Linked DNA regions of Capra hircus: region 2 is linked to region 1. The links are chromatin contacts, called in public Hi-C maps. All regions are on one chromosome and are shown on one strand. Each heading gives the region's core, a stretch centred on a gene start, on an enhancer-like site or on the middle of the called end of the contact. The rest is flanking DNA. Distances are from core to core; before and after follow the strand shown. Region 1 overlaps POLR3E (DNA-directed RNA polymerase III subunit RPC5). Region 2 holds the start of IGSF6 (immunoglobulin superfamily member 6).

Region 1 (4,152 bases), core at 688-3,187:
TTCTGTCTTTATTCAAGATGGTCCACATTAAGACTCAGAACGGGTAAGGGTTACTCATACATTGTTCTGCCAATCTATGTTAACGAAACTACATATTTACTTGGAAACCTATCTTTCTTCAAGATTCATGTCAATGTTTTACGGCCCAGGATGACTTACCTTGTGCCCATGTTATCTCAAAATGCATGTTGTGGGTGAGGGGCTTGGTGCCAGTCTCTTGAGTTTTGAGACATTCCCTTTCTCTAATTAGCAGCCTGTAGCTATATAAGAGAAGGCAATGGCAACCCACTCCAGTGCTCTTGCCTGGAGAATCCCAGGGACGGGAGAGCCTGGTGAGCTGCCGTCTATGGGGTCGCACAGAGTCGGACACGACTGAAGCGACTTAGCAGCAGCTTAGCAGCTATATACCATCCGGCCAAAGACTAGCAGGGGTACACTCTTTCTGCCCCCTTCTGATGTCTATGTCAGAAGCTTTCTCTCCCTTTTATACTTTAATAAAATTTTATTACACAAAAGCTCTGAGCAGTCAAGCCTGTCACTGACCCCGGATTGAATTCCTCTCCTCCAGAGGCCAAGAATCCCGGCGTCTTTCACGGCTCAGCAACAACCTTTCTGATGAAGCCTTCAGGGCGTCCTCTCCTGGCCCCAGCCCTCATCCTGCTTCCCTCCCACCCTCTCAGCCCTCGCGGCAGCCCAGAGTGGGTACCTTGCCTGTAGAGCGCAGCAGCGTAACGGGACGTGTTACTGGTGGTCTGGGAAGAGCAGAACGTCTGCTTGTCCATCAGCTTCCTGGAAGCACAGGGAGAACGAGGGTCAAGCGGAAGGAAGCTCAGGCCTGGGCCTGGAGGCACAGCCCCCTCCACCCTGGCACCTGAACCCCAACAGCCAGAGACCAAGGCCGCACGTGCCGCAGGAGGGGCGCTGGGATGAGGAAACTCAACTGTGGCCCAAGAGACACACAGTGGATGGGAGCTCCCTCTCCCATCAAGGGGCCAGCTTTCCTCTCGGCCCAGTTAGAACTTGGTCAGAGGAGCCATCTCAGGAGGGAAGACTATTTCCCTGGGGACGAGCCCGTGCCAGGCCCAGTCATGCAGAGATGAGCCGCTGGTGGGGAGCCCAGCTGTGGGGCACAGGGCCTCGGTGTCGCTGAGGGCCGTGGAAGGCTCATATTTGAAGAAAGCGAAGCTCGGCACCCTTAGGGCCCAGGGCACTCACGAGGAATACGTGTTGGTCTCGTCAGCGCAGGCCCCATCCACATTCAGCGCAATCTGCTCCCCTTTGCTGCGGCAATAGTTGGGATTCAGCGTGTCGATGGCCATCTCAAGCTCTACCTGGAGGCACCAAGCACCCCCACCAGCTATGGGGACCCCGAGGCACAGCGCTCAGGGGATCCCCCAACCCCACCACACCCATCTCCTAACCTCAGTCTCTGCCAGAAGCAGGACTGACACCATCCCTCCCCAAAGGCCCCTGGACTTCAGTCCACACAAAGGCTACAGACCCAAATTCCAAGAGAAGGGCCTGAGTGTTTTTTTTGGAAGGGGTTCATGTAGTTTGCTTGCCGCCACATTCCACTCCCCAAAGTCTACATTAGGTACCCACATTTAAAAATCAAGAGCTTTTCTCTTTTCCTTATTTCCAACTTCCTTTCAAATGTCAGCAGAATTGGCAATGCTGGTGTAGCTTTTTGCATGACAACAGGGCTTAGAGCTGTAGCTAGGACAGGCCGGTCTCCTGGCCCCTGTCAACCCAGCGCTGAGAGTCTTGAGATTCTCCATACCGGGCCCTCTTCACACTGGCCCTGTCCTGTGACCTTGAGTCCACCCCATCCCGTGTTCTAATTCAACTCAGGCCTTCCTCCTGCCTGGCCTCTCTGGAGCTGCCCACCTCCTTTCTTTCTGGAAGTTTCCTTCTGCAGCTCTCAAGGCCCTGCAAGTTGCTGGTTCTCTTCTTTACTCTCCAATCACTCCTCTGGGCTTCTTTCAGCTCCCACTCTATCACCTCTCCCGTCCCTCCACCTCCGCCCAGGAGGCCAATCCCACCTTCTGCTGCTTGGGCTTGATCTTGGCTGAGAGGTGCGGAATGTCATCATACGTCATCGAGGCTGGACGCACTGGGTACTGGGGAAGGGGAACGGAGCCGTCAGTCCACCCTGCCCAGAGCTGGGCTCTAGGGGCGCTGGCCAAGAATCAATAGCTACTCTCCACTCCCGCCCCAGACTGGAGGCCCCCACTGGTCTCCTGAATCCCGTCTCACTGGCTCCAGCTAGCCTCCTTCCAAAGAGCCACTTTCACACATCCGAGGGACACGCCCAGGCATGAGGAACCCCAACAGGCCCCAGCACGCATGGCCTATGGCCCCTAGGAACCCAGCATAATGCCATGGGAGTCAAGAGAAAGGGTCCACAGTCTTAACTGCTCATTTACAGGCCACCCAGGTGGAGAAGGACAAGCAGAATGAGACCACAGGAAGCAAAAGGGGAAACGAAACTGCTCGCTGCAGAGGCAACTGCCGCAGAGGATGCTGTGGCCTTCAAACCCTCTGCCCCTGCAGCCACTCCACCGACAGGGCACCCTAAGGGCATTCAGGAAGGAAAAACCAGGGGTACCTGACGGTTAAGGCGCATAACAAAGGAGCGATCTCAAAGAACGCAGGCTGTTCCACTTCCCCCACACAGAGAAGCTGTTCGTTTGCAAAAACTCCTATCTACCCTCTCCTCCCTTATCTCTTCAAAATAGTCCTGCAGGGCTGAGAGGCTATCTCTGGGCTTTCCTCTTCAGTACATCTGCTGAACCAAATATAATTCTCATTCAACTGTTAGATTGTGCTTTTCTCCCAGTCAACAGATCTACAGGAATCACTATCCCATTCTCTCTCCTTCTGTTGATGGGCGGTGGTGGTGGTGAGTTAGTTGCTAAGTCATGTCCAACGACCCTGTGGACGGTAGCCTGCTAGGCTCCTGTCATGGGATTCTCCAGGCAAGAATACTGGAGCAGGTTGCCATTTCCTTCACCAGGGGATCTTCCTAACTCTGGAATCGAACCCAGGTCTCCTGTGTTGCAGGCAGATTCTTTACAGGCTGCAGGCTGATGTGTGGGCTTTTCCATCAAGTTGGAAGGGAGCTGGTCTGCCAACTGACCTGCTCAGAGAGGCCTCTCTGGGCCCCCGTGTCAGCACGTATGAAGTTATTTTGCATCACACGAGTGTACTGCTCTCAAATCGCTTCTTTTGCCCTGAACAAAGAAGGCCGTGGTAACTTCCTTCCTCACAGACCCACTCTTCATTTCTTTCTCCCGTGCCGTACGTACACCACTCGGGGGACGGATGAGTCACGGTTTGGACTCACTCTCAAAAGACTGTGGCCAACACTGTGAGGAGCACAACAGCCTCCAGAAGGAGCCTGGCAGAGGCGTGGCACTGCGTAAAGTAAACGCTCCTTTGGAGGCCATCTGAGATCAGTTAGTTATATTCTAGCCCAGGGAGATGGCTGTTCCCTAAAAGCTCTCTTAAATAGCAATAGAGTGACTCCTCCCTGCTTCCTGGGCTGGAGCTCAGGTCCAGGAGCAGCCCGCAGCACAACTGGTCTGGACTGGGCCTGGAGCTGGGACAGACTCGCCCAAGACAGCCCGGGAGGGCCCATGGTCTGCGAAAATCCAGGGCAGCCCTGTGACCTCCTGACCGCTGGGAAGGGTGGTGGGGAAGGGAGCGGATCTGGAATCAGACTCCTCAGTCTGCCACTTGCTCCTCGTGTGCTCAGGCAAGCTCCTTGCCTCCCAGGACCACCAGGAACAGGGAATGAGGCAAATGAAGCCAAGGCCCAGCACGGGGCTGGCGCACCATGAACTGTTACCACCGGGTCCATCACTCTGCACTCAGTCGAGGAAGCAAGAACAGAAGGCCCCGAATAACAGCCTCCAGCCCCACGGGCCCAACCCCAGGTCTCTCCCCAGCACACCGGCACGTGCCAGCGGGGAGCTGCCACCCTGTCCCAGGCCCCTTGTGCGAGTTCCTAGCCTCCCTGGGCCTTTTTCTCACATGCAACATGCGGATGAAAATACTGGGTTGGCCAAAAAGTTCGTTTGGGTTTTTTCATAGACCTTATGGGCAAAACCCAAACGAATTTTTTGACCAACCCAATACTTAATAATCTTA
Region 2 (4,152 bases), core at 774-3,273, 170 kb before region 1:
TTCTGTCCCTTGATTTCCAAAATTTCCGATGGTTTATCCCACTTGCCACCTACTAAAACAAAAACATGAAGTTAAATTCTTGAACAAATTATTCAAAAGAGGGAAGAGGGGAAGAACAATATTGGCTAAGGACTTGGTGTGTACCAAGCACTGGGTGCTTTGATGAATGATCTCCCGGGTGACCCAGCAGTAGGACAAAGAGGAAGCAGAGACTTAGGAAGACTGAAGAACGTGGCCCAGCTTGCAAGGTTAATGAACACTGGGGCAGAAATGTAATCCCTCATTAAACCAGACCCAAAGCCCACACTACTACTTGCTCTGACAGCTTCTTGATATCACCCTCCCTTAGACTGACAGGTGTGTAATGGTTAATAGGTTTGGAAAACTGCTTATTAAACACTGGGACATTGAGGCAGAGTAGAACAAAGTTTGAAAGAGTGCTTTGGATAAACGTAAGAAAACGCCACTACTGTAGTAAAATTATGCCACATATTAACTAGAGAGGTTTATCAGGCTGAAAGTAAAAATAGGTTAAGGGAGACTTTTAATTTCTAAAAACAGACCATTTGGTGTGCTTTTCAAGAGAGATCAATCCATTCTCTAACTTTTCAGAAGAATTTCATACAAGTTAACCTCCAGAACCAGAGAAAGGATATAACACACTAGAATGGATGAATCAACCTAGCATTTCTTGCAACAGTGACTCAAGTCTGTGTTACGTTAGTCATTTCCAAACCCATGAGCGTCAGATGCCCAGGTACTAGGGGGCTAGAAAAAGTCTTCAGTTCACATACATACCAAGCACTGACTACAGACGCGCACACACACACACAGTGGTATATATAAAATCTGGGGGGTGCTTTCCGACACAACAATGATGTAAAAAAAAAATATACAGTAATGTTAAAAGTATTACTAAATACAGATTGAGAATAACTTTCTGTAAATGACGAAATATATAGTCAACAAGTGCCAAGCATACAAACGGTACAGTGGAGAGGGCTTCATTCTCTCCGGCAGTGAGCACCCCTCTTCCCCGTGGAAGGCAAAGCCTGGGGAAGCAGCTTCCCCCTCCTCTTTCTTGCAGCTCAGGCACTGGCTCATGACCTAAGCTCAGAAACACTCGCCGCGACCTGAAATGAGGAGCAAGTGGCCCAGAGGTGGGGACGTGAGGCTCCTTCTCTGGGAAGGCGGAGCAGTGGTGTGAGTCCAAGCAGCTCGGGCAGCACGGAGTGGTACTACTGACAGGCTGTGGCCCACGCCAAGGCAGCAATGCTTGCCGGGGGCAGTGTGCTCTTCACATCAGCTTTATAGCAGATTTCAGGGCATGTGTCTTGCATGTAGACCCCAACACATGATTCTCCAGTCCTCCCAGGGACTCAGTGTGCTACCCTCAAATCCTTTCAATAAACTCCCTTTTGCTTATTAAGTCAGCCCAAGTCACTTTCTGCTGTTTACAAAGAACCTGACTGATGAAGCCCCCGAGGGACTAGGATGGGGTTCTGGATGACAAAGATTCCACACATTTATTTCACAATAAAAGCGGTCACACAAAACTGGGGCACAAGGGCTCCCCAGGTGACTTAGTGGTAAAGAATCTCCTGCCAATGCAGGAGATGCAGATTTGAACCCTGGGTTGGGAAGATCCCCTAGAGAAAGAAATGGTAACCCACTCCTGTATTCTTGCCTGGGAAATTCCAGGGACAGAGGAGCCTGGCAGGTTATAGTCCATGGGGTCGCAAACAGTTGGACATGACTTAGTGACTAAACAAAACTGGGATACAATTAGTTAATGGCACCCAACTTATTTATTCATCGTTCACTGATTTTTCTCATCTCTACATGAAGATGGACTTTCCAGGTGGTGCTAGTGGTAAAGAGTCCGTCTGCCAATGCAGAAGACGGAAGAGATGTGAGTTCAGTCCCTGGGTTGGGAAAAGCCCCTGGAGGAAGGCATAATGACCCACTCCAGTATTCTTGCCTGGAGAATCCCATGGACAGAGGACCCTGGTGGGCTACAGTGCATAGGGTCGCAGAGAGTCGGACACAACTGAAGCGACTTAGCACACTACATGAAGGTATTTCCTTCTGCTTCTCCTCGATTTCCAGCAGTTATCAGCCCAGCACCAAGAACAAATTAGATGCCCAAGAGCACAGACTGAACTGCTCTAGAAAATTTAAGTATGATTTATCTGTCAAACAATACTTTCTAGGAATATGCACCAAGGTAAATCAAAATCTCACCCAAAACATCTAACATCTTTGAGGCTTTGTAAAACCCAAGAAAAACGTGACCATATGAACATTTAGAAGTGTGCTCTAAGCTAAAATCTCAACTTTAAATGGTGAAACTGCATTACAAACAATCTTTACACAATTTCAAAAAGTTCCCAATTATGGTTCCTCAATAAGAGTTCCTCTCTTTGGTTCTTCCTTTCTTAGAGGAAAAAAAAAAAAAGCCAAAACTCTCCTCAAATACACACTCCCACACCTCACACATACACACAGAAATGGAGACTGTGAACAGAGGAAAGATTATTCTCGGTCTGGAACTCAATCTGATTCTGTTTTATGTCGGTAAGGTTCTTTTTTTTCCCTCCATTTTATTTAAATCAATTGCTACTTTTCATCTAAAAATTCATTTATATTTTAACCCCCTACAGATTTTTAAATGTATAACATTATGGAAACTGTCTAAGGTGACAAATTTCCTTTTTTCTCAGAGAAATAGGTAATAAAAAAACAGTTGAGAAAAAAAATTAATATTAACATTGAAAATTTCCTTTGCTATCATGCTGCTTTAGACAAGAGTACCTCTCCAAACAAAGGCTTGAAAATATTCATAAAATCACATTAATCATTAACAATTCAGTTCCCATACAGGCAAACTGACTCTGCACTAAATAATTGAATATTTTTTAAAGAACAGTGTTTCAGAAAAAGCTGAATTTCTATAAATTGAAGTACCTGTCATTTAAAAAAACTGCTATGGCTCCTTCCTTCAAAAATAACCATATCACAAATATATGGATACTTTTGCCTGTTTTTTCTCTATGAGAGAGTTTCCGATATCACAGTTCTAATAATTTCATCATTGTTCTAAAAAATCTCATAATCTCAGATTTGCTCACAAAGTTTGGGTCATAGGCCAGGAAAGGGAACAAAAGCTCTTATTTTTTTCTCATCTGTAAAGAAATATTTTAAAATGTTAACCGTGATTTGGTAGGGGCAGAGTGGTGAAAGGACTATGGGTGACTTTTTTGTTTCTACTTTCAGTAATAAGTCTATTAATTCCCTAATAAGTATATATATTACTTTTATAGAGCAGTCTAATTAGCATTATTTTTTAAAAGAATTATCTTTCAAAGATATATACTGAAAGATGTGCAGACAAATTACCTGGAATTTGCCCTAAAATAACGAGAGAGTAAAGGCACAAGTTAGGGAGAAGAGCTGAAACAAGCCTGGGCTGAAGTCAGGTGATGGTGGAGAAGTTGCTGTGCTGGTCAACTACTTCTGCGTATGTTCGAAATTTTCCATAAAGGCGTTTTTTAGAAAGTTCAGAAATTACTTCTCTATGTATTTTCTAGCTTGGTCTTCAAAAACAGTAATCTTTTTTCATTCCCTTCACTAAGAAGATAAACTTTCAACCTTTTTCAGAGGGTACTGTGTTTAAAAAGAAACCCTACAGAATGCGAGAGTCCTTCAAGCGCAGCTCTTGACAGGAGTGGGCTGCAGGCTGACACATTATCCAAACTTCCCTTCCGCTCTAAGCTGCCGCCTCATCCACGCGCGGGGGCGGGCGGGGGCGGGGGCGGGGGCGGTTGCGGGGAGCAGCCGTCTCCTCACAGCCTGGGCTCTCACAGGAAACCACCACACCGGGTTTTCTCCCTTCCAAGGCGGTCATGAGCAGAGATATGAAACTCCAAAGCTGCAAGTATTTATTTTACCCTGGAACACTAGTTCTCAAGGAAAAATGTTGAAAGACAGCTTCCCTTTTAAAAACTACCTCATGGAGGAGTTGACACTGGGACCTTGCTGCTTAACTTCACGACTCTGGCAGGCCCATTACTATACCTCACAAGGCCGCTTCTCTACTTCTAAGGTGAGTAAGTCTGGGTAGGAGACCTGCGGCCGCAGTTACCAGCCTTA

Evidence for each region. Hi-C and Micro-C count contacts between places; a contact is called where the count stands out from the background.
Region 2: a Hi-C map of blood shows a contact between it and region 1, with 3 times the contacts expected there. The contact joins the promoter of IGSF6 here to the enhancer-like site in region 1. A contact is called at or near these places in 2 of 5 Hi-C or Micro-C datasets (blood and liver).

The regions. Positions count from the first base shown.
Region 1 is chr25:19,917,331-19,921,482 of ARS1.2, reverse strand. POLR3E (DNA-directed RNA polymerase III subunit RPC5) reads right to left here. Exons shown (of 22, transcript XM_018040862.1): 5 at 2,043-2,120; 6 at 1,216-1,331; 7 at 707-789. Among named protein-coding and RNA genes, the nearest start is that of POLR3E, 11 kb to the right of the region's middle. Within about 2 kb of position 1,937, at least 2 of the 5 cell types and tissues checked have an H3K27ac peak or open chromatin away from gene starts, as enhancers often do.
Region 2 is chr25:20,085,532-20,089,683 of ARS1.2, reverse strand. IGSF6 (immunoglobulin superfamily member 6) reads left to right here and starts at 2,023. Exons shown (of 6, transcript XM_005697599.3): 1 at 2,023-2,577. The coding sequence starts at 2,511. METTL9 (methyltransferase-like protein 9) reads right to left here. Exons shown (of 5, transcript XM_018040834.1): 5 at 1-49.